Linked DNA regions of Zea mays: region 1 is linked to region 2. A link is a contact called in public Hi-C data. All regions are on one chromosome and are shown on one strand. The core of a region is the stretch at or near the end of the contact, and the rest is flanking DNA. Distances in the headings are between cores, read along the strand shown. Region 1 has its middle 50 kb from the start of LOC100276120. Region 2 has its middle 10 kb from the start of LOC542550.

What was found. A called contact is a pair of places that touch in the nucleus more often than the background predicts.
Region 1: a contact with region 2 is called in a Hi-C map of leaf, with 5 times the contacts expected there. The contact joins two enhancer-like sites. A contact is called at or near these places in 5 of 25 Hi-C or Micro-C datasets (bundle sheath, ear and leaf).

Annotation. Positions count from the first base shown.
Region 1 is chr10:114,323,042-114,329,756 of Zm-B73-REFERENCE-NAM-5.0, forward strand. No RefSeq gene overlaps it. Among protein-coding and RNA genes, the nearest start is that of LOC100276120, 50 kb to the left of the region's middle. Within about 2 kb of position 1,425, at least 4 of the 20 cell types and tissues checked have an H3K27ac peak or open chromatin away from gene starts, as enhancers often do. A contact at or near this core is called in leaf, where this site is marked.
Region 2 is chr10:114,191,508-114,197,690 of Zm-B73-REFERENCE-NAM-5.0, forward strand. No RefSeq gene overlaps it. Among protein-coding and RNA genes, the nearest start is that of LOC542550, 10 kb to the left of the region's middle. Within about 2 kb of position 3,249, at least 18 of the 20 cell types and tissues checked have an H3K27ac peak or open chromatin away from gene starts, as enhancers often do. A contact at or near this core is called in leaf, where this site is marked.

The sequences.
Region 1 (6,715 bases), core at 175-2,674, 130 kb after region 2:
CGTGACTGACGAGCTAGGGCTGAGGCGAAGCTTGATGACGAGATCGTGTTAGAAGCGAGCTGGTGAGGTGGGGTTTGAGCAGAGGATGATGGGTTCCACGACTCGACGGTAAACGCGAGCACGCGCGAAACTCGATGGATGAAAAGCGAACGCACGGATGGGTCGGGCTGGGACTAGAGGACGACGAATATGCAGAGTTTCAAAATCATGCGTGCAAGATGAAAAGACGCGCGGCTAGAGACCTAAGCATCCGCGGTGGTAATTTAGACGAAAGCGAACTAGTGGCGACAACTCTCGGCCAGGCAACGATGCACCGACATGAGTGTCGTGGGATGTCAGCACCACAACAGCAGGCGAGCTGCGAAGCGGAATTAACGGCGGACAAGAACAACCAATCGGCGAGAGCTAAATACCGCGCGATGGGCATTAGGGACAAGCGCGTGCGGCAGCGACTATGGTCGACTAGCTAAGCGAGGTCGACGGTGAACGACGTGACGACGAATGAGGTCGACGATGTGATTGGGAATTAAAGCCGAGCGAACCAAGAGGACACGCTGGCGAGCAGAAAATAGGACACGACTGCGTGCAGAGGAGAACTCGGCACGACGAAGGACCATGAAACGCTGCACACGCGACAAGGAAGTAGAAAACTACGACAAGGGAGCTCAGCGCGCAGCGAGCTGAGGAACGATGGCGATGTCATGACCGAGCCGAGAGGAGGTGCAGAACGCTGAGCAGAGCGACGACGGTGACCAGGCGAGATCCAAACGTGGCGAGAAAACTCTCTGTCGCGTAGAGAAGAACAAGTAGCAGGGAGCAGCGAGGGCACGACGAGCTGCAGCTGAGCGCGGTCGAGCAGAGGAGAGCACCGAGGGAGCTGAGAGCTCCGGCGAGCTGAAAAAAAATACCGCGCGCGCAAAGCGAGCAGCAAAGCGACGGCGCGCAGGAACGCGACAAGCAGGGGTCGGAGGCGAGCTCGGCACGGCGGCCATGACCGAGCAGAGAGGGGCTCGCGCGAGGAAGAAGCGCGCGCCATTGGAGGACTGGAGCCGAGCGCTGACGAGCTGGGAAACACCGAGCTGGAGCTCCACGGCGTGCAGCAAAGGAACCGTGCTTAGCAGAGAGATGAAGACGCGAGGGAGAGAGAAAATTTCTGGGCGCAGGGGAACGCGCGGTCGAGCAGGGGCCGGACGCGCGACGCGCAGGAGCAGGGGCTCGCGGCAGGGAGCAGTGCGCAGAGGGCGAGCAAGCAGCCTCAAAGATGGATAGCGGCGGGATGGGCTGGGAAGGAGCACGAGCTCGCGTAGGAGATGAATGGTCCTGTTCGGTTGTTCCGGATTGGAGCCCCGGATTAATTCCTAGCCGGATTACTTCTCTAATTTATATAGATTTTGATGAACTGGAATGAATCCTGGCTCATTCCGGTACAACCGAACATGCCCTAAAGGCTGGGCGGTGGGATTTCATTTTCTCAGAGTTGAGCGGCGCAGGATAACGACGCCGACTGAAAAAAAATCAGGAGCAGCGGCAGATAAGGCCAGGCCTGTGATTGAGCGAGCATAGACAATTCGAAGGCTGGAGAAGATCAAGCAGAAGCTACGTACCAAGAGATAAGAAGAAGAGCTAAGCTACGTATGAAGAGATAAGAAGAGCTTAGACGGTGAAGGATAAAGATCTGAGCAGCTTCAAGAAAATCGCAGGAAGACGGCACCATGGAAGATTTTTTTTTAGATTTTTTTCTGTTTTCATTTTTTAAGAGAGAATCGTAGATATTTCGGATCCCGATTTGGAGTCACAGATATTTCAAACGGTTAGATTATTAGCGATGCATAATGAGTTGACGGTATCTGTGATACAGTTCAATTTAATCGAAACCAAATAGGATTCATCTAAATCTTGTTTATTTTGACGAAAGAAATTTCAGACATCCGGGTTTTAGTATTAGGATTTGGGCGTGGTCTAATTAGTCGGATCAAAATTTTACTGGTGACGATAAATGAGACAAATAGGATTAAACTGATTCTCGTTCTGATAATTTGTTCCGAAACTTTATTCGTCGAGCACTAAATAAATTTAGTCGGGATAGAAATCATCAGAGTGGGTCGGGCTTCCGAATTCGGATTCGCGCGAGCGATGAATTTTAAATAATCACCGGACGCACCGATTTTCGGAACAAAGATGTTCCGAATATTACGAAAATTGAGGACAAGCCCGGATAGATAAAAATAAAAACGACGTCGCACTTGCGACAGACGAAATAGATGCGATATTAAAACCGCGATAGATGAAAATAATTAGACCTTAGTGTCCGTCTTATTCACTGATATCACGTGCTTAAATCCGTACTCGTTGTCGAGCGGAATATAAACACCTAGGGTGTTACAGCCCTCCCCCCTTAAAAGAATCTCGTCCCGGGATTCGGAGCGAAAGACTTTTAAAGAGAAGCATGTAACCCATATCCATATCAGCGGTAACATTAAGACAATCCGAAGCGAAGGCGAATGCCTCAGAATGTGGTTTCTCAAGTGGACATAACATATATTGCCTTAGGCTAATTTAGAAATGTCCACCGTTAGAGATGATGTCTGCAAGAGGAACACATAAGGTTCCATGTGTGCAGATTGCTTTTTCTGATGACATTGTACTATCTGAGTCTGTTGAGCGAGCGGTAAATACTCGATTTTACCCAAACAAAATCAGATGCACCATCTTGGGTAAAACACACAGAAAGAGGTTTACCAACAAGTGGTTACAGTAAGTTCATAGCACACGAGACGAGTGTGGATGTCGAATAACATCACAGTGGACCCGTGGCTAGCCAGAAAATCCAAGTCCCTAAAAGATGATATAGATTCAAGGGATCTGTAAATAAGACTGGGCATATTACCCGCTACCCGATACCCGAACCCGAAAAACCTAGACCCGGACCCGAAATACCCGAACCCGTGGTACCCGAAGTCTAATCCGGATAGTAAATGCTATTACCCAAAATTAGTTTGGGTATTTCGGGTAGTAGCACCCGGTACCCGAAGTACCCATATTAGTACTGCACACTGTGCCGGTCTCCGGTCTGGCCGTCTGGTCATCTGGTGGAGTGGAGAAGTGGGCCTTGGGCTTGGACTGGACATGATCACGTGCACATGCCATATTGCCATGGCCCATGATCTGATGATCCCACAAAGTCAACACAGCACGTCCGCACACCAAGCCAATTAGCCAAGCTGCCAAAGTGCCCAGGCGGTAAGGCGCGACGCTGCAAAACCTAGAAGTAGCTAGCCGCCACCCGCCACCGCAAGACACCTTTCTCCATTGTTCTAGTTATCCAGTCCCTCGTCCTCGGTGGCGCGTGGTGGACTGGTGGTGCCCGAGGCAGCGGCCGAGCCAGACGTCGGCTGCTTCTTCAATCTTCACCAATCATCACTCATCAGGTCGCTGGTTCTTTTCTTGTTCCTTCTTCAATTATTCACCACGCTGGTTCACCTAACCCAAGTACCCAACTACCGACCGATGCCCCTAGCCAGTACCTCCATCATTAGGTCACCTATCACGAGCCGCCGGCGACTAGGGGATTGAAGGACGGCAGCCACATCGGAATCGTCGTGCAATGTATGTATTTCCTAGTCCCAGCCTGGAACCCTATTCCCCTTACTATTTTTAGTCTGTGAGTGACATTGTTCTTGAATAGGACAATTTATTGTTCTTGCAATGATTAATTGATTATAGTGTTCAATTTTGATTTATGTAGATGCCAGAACCAGAGGATAATATTGAGTCACTAGCCAACGGGACTCAATTTGAAAGTCAGGAGACAACAATGGTGCAAGTAGAGACTCAAGTGCAAGACAAAACTGACGACAATAAAAAAATGGTCATTAATGTGGAAGAGAAGGAGAAAGAGAAAGTCGAGAGGAGGGAGATGGCTTCAAGGTCTGAGATGTGGCAACATTTTATTAAAATCAAGGATGACAAAGGGTCTCTAAAGGCTGGAAGGTGCAAATATTGCCACCATGAAATCAAGGCTGACACAAGGGGGCATGGAACATCTGCGTTGAAGAAACACTTTGGTACATGCAAACGCAATCCTCATGTTTTCAACAAGGACTCAAAGCAAGGCACCTTGCAAGCATGTCATGGGGAAGCTCCTGCCACTTGGAGGTTTGATCAAGAAGCACTTAGAGATGCCTTTGCTGAGATGGTAATAGAAGATGAGCAACCCTTTTGTTTTGGTGAGAAGCCTGGCTTTAGAAAATTTATGTCCAAAGCTTGTCCTCGTTTCCAAGTTCCATCTAGGAGAACTTGCACAAGGGATATTGTACGTCATTACTTTGAAGAGAAAGCCAAGCTCAAGAAGTTGTTCAAAGATTCTTGTCAGAGAGTGTGCCTGACAACAGATGCTTGGACTTCTCAGGTTCAAGATGGATATATGACTGTTACAGCAACTTTCATTGATGAAAACTGGAACTTGCACAAGAAAGTGATAAGTTTTTTCATGGTAAAAGGTCACAAGGGGGAGGATATTGGGAAGAACTTGACAAGATGCTTAGCTGATTGGGGTTTGGATAGAGTAATGACTATAACCGTGGATAACGCAAGTGCGAATGACAGTGGTGTTGATTATTTGAGGAAGCATCTGCAGAAAACCAACATTGCCAAGGGCAAGTACTTGCATATGAGGTGTGCAGCCCACATTGTGAATCTTATTGTAAGAGATGGATTGCAAGAAGTGGACCAATCTATTAAGCGTGTTAGGGTTGCTGTTAGATATATAAAAAATGGGACTTCAAGATTGGTCAAGTTCAAAGAAATTGCTCAGGAAGAGAATGTGGACAGCAAAGCATTTTTGAAACTTGATGTGCCAACAAGGTGGAATTACACATATTTGATGTTGAAGGCTGCAATTGTTTATGAGAAAGTGTTTTTAAAATTAGTTGAAGATGACACAAATTATGTCATTGATTTGTCTGAAGTAAGAGATGGTCCTGGGCATCCTGATGAAGATGATTGGGATAATGCAAAGAAGATGGCACAATTTCTACAACACTTCTATGACCTTACTGTTCGTATATCTTCTTCCCTCCAAGTCACTAGTAACGGTTTCTTTCATGAGATAGGAGAAATCCGTATGTTGATTCAAGAATGGTTGAGTAGTGAAGATAGTTTGCAAGTTTCAATGGGGAATAGAATGAAAGATAAATTTGATAAGTATTGGGGACTTTGGCACACCAACAGCAAAGATAATGAGAAAGGACATCAACAAGAGCAAGAAAGGGATAAAGGGCGCAACAAATGCAAGGGAAAGGAGAAGGAGAAAGAGAACATCAATTTGTTGATATTTGTGGCTGCCTTACTTGATCCAAGGTACAAGTTATCTTTGTACACAAAGATTAGTGTTGAAGAGATATTTGGTGAGGAATCAGGTAAATTGGTTTGGGAAGCAATTAATACTTCTGTGACAGAGCTTTTTGAAGAATATAAGACCATGTATGCTCCAAATGAAGAAGTTGTTCAAGTGGTTGATGTTGATAAATCTAAGAGAGTATCACGACGAATGCTTAAAGAAAAAATTGCCAAGAAGATGAAATTAAACAATTGTTCTACTAGCACCAACAAATCTGAACTTGAGAAATATCTCTCTGAAGAAACAGAAGACCCAGAGTCAAAAATAGATATTCTTGCTTGGTGGAAAGTCAATTCAAATAGGTTTCCAGTTTTGGGTCACATGGCTCGTGACGTGCTTGCTATACCCATCACAACAGTAGCGTCAGAGTCAGCTTTTAGCACAGGTGGACGTATTTTGGATGACTTTCGTACCTCTCTTACTCCGTTCATGTTAGAGGCTTTAGTATGCACACAAGATTGGCTTCGAAGACCTACTGTTGACATAAAAGAGAGTACGGAGGAATTGGCAATAATAGAAAAGGGTATCATATTTCCTTCCTTGATTAGTTGATTGCATTTGTGAATCAAAGGAATGTAATATTAAATATGTATCTATGCTATGCATTTGCAGAGTGGATAGAAGAATATGGTGGCAAAGGAAAAAAGAATGAGCAGCCAACTGTGACTGTCGGCATATCCAAGTCACAAACACCAAGCAGTAATGTTCAGACCTCGACTATGGCTCCACACAGTACTTGAAGGTATGTGATGTCAAGTGTAATTGGAGTTTTTAGCATGTTTTCAATTATGCTAGTGTTGTTGTGTCCAGATTTGATCCATTAATCTTTATTGGACAGTTTAGACTATGGCCGACTGAAGGTCTACAACTAGGTTGCTGCCACCTGGAGAACAACTTGTGGATCTGTGTTTTTGTGACTGTTTCACTGGAATGTCTGAATGTGTAATGTGTTCACGGTATCTTCATGTAATCATGTTAGCACCTGTTAAGTACTCAAGTTGTTAGCACCTATCAGTGATTATTGTAGCAAGTTGAGACATCAGGGCCAGTGGCTCAACACCTGTTTCTGTGATATCTCGTAAGGTTTTCACTGTGTTCACTGTATCAGCAGATCAACCAATTTGTCATCAGAAACCAAGCCAACCTGTGGAGAAGGAAACAATGTATTGCTTGGTGCTGTCAGGTAAACTTCAAATGAAGAATTCAAGATTGAATTATAATGTTTCCTGTTGTGACTCTGCTTTTTCTTCTATACATGTTAGAACCCTTTATATAATCTTAAATGCATTCCTAGCAGTTATTCTGAAAAGTTAAGAC
Region 2 (6,183 bases), core at 1,999-4,498:
GATCGAAGGTATGTGTTTTTCTCCTTGATCCTAATCTTGTCATGTCTGCAAAACTCAAGAGCAAACTACAAACCCCCACAAAGTGCACACTATGCAGGTACAAATGCACTCACTGAGTTAGCCTTCTTAAGTGAGGCTATCCTAGCGTTCTTCTCCGCTAGCTCAGTCTGTAAGCTAGGACAAGTAGTACACACACCTAACAAGCTAGGCCTAGATTGAAGCTCGTCACACTCATCTAGCAAGGTGGCATATTTGGTCTACAATGTGGTGATGTTCAACATATGTAAAGCGCACTCATCACATTCAGTCTCGTCGAACACTACGATATAAGCTCTAACAAACTCAAGCTCACTAAGCGTGCTCTACTAGTTACTTTTGAAATCTTTCCTTTCACAAGCAGCAAGCCTAAGCAACTTATCCTGACTAGCCAGAGCAGTCATCAGCTCCTCTAGAGTCATGGTCTAGGTCACTCAGGGAGGCGAGGAAGGCACGCTCCTTGATCTTCGCCTTCTAGAGATACTTCTTCTTAAGTGCCTCCTTACTGAACCTCCGCTGGACTTGTGCTTGCCAAAGGTGTGCTCCCGCTTGCCCTTGTGCCGACTAGAGTGGTAGTCGCGTGGGCCAGCCTTTGCCTTGCCCTTCTTGGGGCAACTGGCCATGAAGTGGTTGGGGTCACCGCAGTTGAAGCATCCATCCTTGGACCCACCACATCGTCGGTTCTGGTGGTTGTTGTGAAACCACATGAACCAGCTAGCAACAAGCGCTAGCTCCTCATCTCCAAGGCTCTCCACCTACTCCTCTGTGATGGTCAACAAAGAAGATAAAGCAAACATAGCAGGTGAGGGGTTAGAAGAAAAACCACCTCCAGAGACCAGGGCCATGGTGGGTGCACCAGAGTTCTCAATCTTGGCCAGGTCTGGTGGTCAATCTTGGTGGACTTGAGCTTGCTGAACAACTCATCCGTGATGAGTCTCAGTTGTGTGACTCGATGATTGTCAAGACCTTCACCTCCCAAAATCTCCGAACTATTGCTTGATGTAGCTTGAGCGCTCTCTCATGATCATCATAGGGTAGTTGCGCCTTGTTTGCGCGTATTTTGTTCACAATTGGCTGGAAACGAGAGAACATGGTGTCAATTGTCTCTCCAGCCAACTGGACAAAGTTCTCGTACTCTCGTCGTATGTCTTAAAAGTCTAGTCTTCACATGATCATTTCCCATATGGAATTTCTCGACTGTGGACCAGATCTCATGAGCCGTAACTAAATGTCTAATTCGCTCAAACTCAGCAAGCAAGAGACATGAGAACAAAACATTTCAGGCTTTATTGTTCGAATCATACGGCCCTATCTGTAGAGACATGATCCGAGCACCCTGGACATCGAAAGCATCATCGCGGCATATCTCCTAGACATGATACACAATACTCTGAAGATACGATGATATGCAAATCTTCTAGTATGGGTAATTGGTCCCATCGAAAAATAGAGGTTTGTCAACACCTCGTTCCATGTCGCCTTCCGTGGATCAAGAACCGATTATGGTGGATTGATCCTTAACCAGCTCCAATACCAATTGAAAGATTGAAAAGGCAACTAGAGGGGAGGGGTGAATGGGAGCCAATCAAAATTTGTTGCTTAAAACAAAAGCACATCAACGAACTAGTGATCTCATGTTTTTAAAATGTTCTTAGGACTCATACAAGACCAACAAAATGAACGGATCGCAAATCAGACATTGAAAAGTCTGAATCAGCCAAAACCGTGTCACTATTTAGTGTTGTTTTCAGCAGCTCAAAATTTAGTTTTCGAATGCGAAACTGATCCAAATGGACTCCAATTGATCTAAATGTTTGCAAACACCTCGAAAATTGAGTTTCCAAGGTCTCCACAAAATTTGAACTCGATCAGATTTGTAAATAAATTGCAGATCATAAAACACAGACTACACGGTTTAGTTCGGGTTTTCAAAACGAGTTCAGATCAAGTCACGACCACAAACTGCTCAAACCAGATGATTGCATTGGCCTAGAGAGTTGTCTTTACTCCAAGGCAATCCCCAAAACAATCCCCAACTCATGAAATCAACAATTCTCACAAAATCCAAAGAGATGGGTCGAGAGAGAAGAAAGTGATTCAAAATCGAGCGAGATCAAGAAGACACAATATGAACAAACACTGGATCATGGATTGTTACAGCCATCCTTTCTTTCAAAATCAAGGTTACATAGATGTGGAGTTAACAAGAACACTTGTGGATCTCGGGGCTAAAAACCAGATCAACTTAAGAAATGGAAACTAGGGTTTTCTAACAAGTGCTAAATAAAATAGCCAAAGAGATGGCTACACACAACAGCCCTCCCACCTATTTATAGGAGGTTATTTTACTAGCCTAAATTACCCTTAGATACATAAAGCTCATCCACTTAACTAGTGGCAAAATGGACCAACTCCTGAAATATGCATCTGACGGCCACACGTTCCACACGAAGTTGCTTCGCCTCGACGCACCTTTCGTGATGACACCATATGCCACCTTCGATTCCCACCTGAACCGCACCACTGAGTTTTCAGTCCCAAACTTGATGAAACCAGACCTTTGTAGTGTTGGGTGGTTTTGAAGCTCAACCACTAAACGCCATGAGTAGCGTACCGCATACGCGTCGCACAGGTCCTAGACACATGTCCCGCCAGTCCTCGACTGCACCGGCGACACGACATACTATGCCACGTCCTCGCGCTAGTGTGTGTATGTAGCACCCAAATTCTTATTTTGGGTAATATGGGAAAACTCATTCCATGACTTCAATAAATGCATTTTCAAATGAGAGATTATATAAAATATTCTTATTTGAATTAAATTTCCTTCATTAAACTATATCTTTAGGATCTATTCTCTAAATTAAATTAGTTATCTCTTAATAGAGATTTTCTTTTAAAGCAAATAATGTTTGTGCATGGCATATGTAAAACAATGGCCAAATAAATAGATAAAATAATTAATGTGAAAATACCTTGCATTCATGCTGAGTTCTTTTGTTTGTGCAATTATATTTAAGTTTGAAGTTTAAAACCAAATTTGAATTAGAAATATGGAAAACAAAATAGAAAGGAAAAAAGAAAAGAGAATATAATAAAGAAAAAGAGAGAGAAAACTTTGCGCTAGGCTAATTCCCTCGTCCCGGTCCCTTTCTTCACAGCGCCAGCCCAGCAAGCCGTCAGCGCCGACAGGTGGGGCCCACCTATCATAGGATGCCTCTCAACCACGCCACAGCACGCACGCTGCTGTCGTGCATGTCCACTCGTCATCCTTGCCATACCCCCTCATCGCGCGTGATCTCGACGTATGCCACTTGCACGTGGAGGTGGGTCCTCAGAACCTCCTCTCTCGGTTAGTTGCAATATTATCCGATGTTGCCATCGGCAATCCCAGAACCGATGCAGCCATCGCCCGCCCTCGGAACTAGCTGCAACGAGGCTATTTATAGTGATCCCCGTACCCCTGTCAAACATGGGAGAAACATCGAGCCCAAACGAAAGCACCGAGAGCCATGTCGGTACCAGACCTAGGAGCCTCACTGCGTTCCCGCGGAAGTGATCGTGGTGGTCGCGCCTGGGTGTATTGGCGACTAGACCTAGGAGCCTCGGCCATTACTTCATCTAGGGTACGAACACTTCCATGGAATTCGCCTTGGTATCCTCTACATGTAGAACCAGGAATGGAGTTTGCCAACCGAGAGCATGGTGGGGGTGAGGGCCGCCCATGGTGCCGCCGCAGCTAATAGGGCACCGCCGCCGCTGGCCGTCGTGAAGTGGGTGGTTTGGCCATGGCTGTTGGCTGCTTGATAAACGACCCCGATTAGATGCAAGATACCCATTTGGTCACACTTCATCCTGACCGTTGATCGAATGGTGGACGTATGAGATTAGATCCCGGCGTTTTAAATCTGGAGCGCTGATCTGTAATCGAACGGGTGATATCGTGTACCACTTTATAGCTCTCGGAGTATGATCTGGATGGTCCGTTTTTAATCGGACGGCTCAGATTATCCTGTACCCCTTCACCGTGGCATTTTCATTAAGAGCCCCTATGTTTTACATATTCAACCCACCGTCCATGTTCTATTTAAAATAATCACGTTGAAGTCCCTAGTATTTGCAATAAACCACCTAGATTCTATTTTATGTGCTAAACAAACATTTAAAAGTACCCTAAAATTAGCCCATAACTTTTGCATCTTAACTCTGTTTTAGTCCATTCAAATTGTGTTAGCTTCGTAATAAACTTTTCTACACAGTAACAACAATATTTGTATTATATCACATAGTTTTATAATTAGATATTTATTTAACCTATGTTTAGTATGTCACATCTGGATTTAAGGGCAAATCTAGGTGTGTCTCAAATGTGTGTTATGATCAAGTATCGCACATATGATAACTCATGGTATAGAAATCAATGTCACATCTTTATTATAAAATAGGGGTTCTGTACAAAATAGTCAAATAAATACATCACATGATGACAACGATCCTCGATGTAGGAAATTGTGATGCCTAAGAGGGGGTGAATTAGGACTTCTAAACACTTTTATCTAACCTAGTCAACAAATAAATCCCTAAAACTAAACCTATGTAAATAAGCAATCTTGAATGTGCAAATTAGATTTTTCCTTTGTGTTGCTATCTCTGTTGTAAAAGGAGTTATGCAACCTAAGTTCGGATCCTATATATTCTACACTAAGAATAGTAAAGATTGTAACTTAAGTAGAGAGAGTAAATACAGAAGATAGCTAGTAGAGAAAGAAAACTCTTGTGTATGATGTCGATATTTTTACCGAGGTATCCGGAACCACGCAAGGTCCGGAACAATCCTCGTTGGTGCCCCTACGCAAAGGGTAGCCCACGTGAGGGCCAAACACCACGCAAGAGTAACTCCGTAGGGAGCCACGAGCCTTCTCCACGCGCAAGTTGTGCTCCACTTCCGGCTCCTCTCGGACAATCCCCATCGTCTCCACTATCGAGCTTCCGGCCAAAACGTCGTGGGCCTCATTCTCTCCGGTCCATGTTGGCGGCCGTGACACAAACTCGGTTGTCACGGTCTCGCAAGACTCTCGCCTCACTCGGTACAATTATAATGGCTCACACAAGAGCTGAGGAGTTTTGTGGTTTTTCTAAATTCACTCAACTAACTAGGAATAACCTAGAGCAAGCGCATAAGCAGTCTAACTAACCTAAGCACTTCGCAAAGCACCTACGCTAATCACCGAGTGATTCTATTAAGCACTTGGGTGTATGAGCACTTGGTAATGTCTATAACATGTGTTGATATGTTGCTTGGGATCCCACTCCTTCAAATAGCCAGTTGAGAGAAGTATATATAGGCCCCAACTTAAATATAGCCGTTGGAGAAAAGTTGTTGCTCTCTGCGGCACATCGGATAGTCCAGTGGTAGGCACTGGACAGTCTGGTGTCCACTAGCCATTGGATTTGACCATTGCAGGTGACCGTTGTCGCGTGCTTCTCCACCCCGCTTGCCCATTTCGGGAAATGATTAACTCACACTAGCTTTACTAATTAATCAGCCAAGGGCGACCCATTCCACCCTTGTGGTAGCACTATTTTCTTGGGTGGTCGCTCCATGTTCCAATTAAACAAATTTATCTTATCATACATGAGAGTAACCAACAATAATAATTCATATTGGAACAGGATCATAAATCATATATATAGCATTAATCCCAAAACCAGGTAGAGCAATAGCAAGACTATCACATAATTCATTTGTTTGCAAGGTGTAGGGTAAACAAACTAGGTAACCTATTAGGTCCCATTAGCTTAACCTAATAGTGCCACGGTGATTAACAGAATTATTATTAGGTAAAGAAAGTGATCAAGGACACAACTTGACTTTTTGGTGCAACTCTAAGTACTTCTCCAATTTGATCGTCAGGTTTCTCGTGATCTTGCTTCTACTCGTAGCAATACATACAAATAAACAAATAATGAATATGATAACATTACACCAAAACATGAGAAAAAACTGTGTAAGGATATTCTACGTGTCGCTACGAGACCGTAGGTTCGAGAACTACTAAAAACAGAGTTAAAACACATAAGTTATGAATTATACAAGCTTTTACATTTATTTTTTTTACATTGAAAAATAATTTTCTGGATTATTTT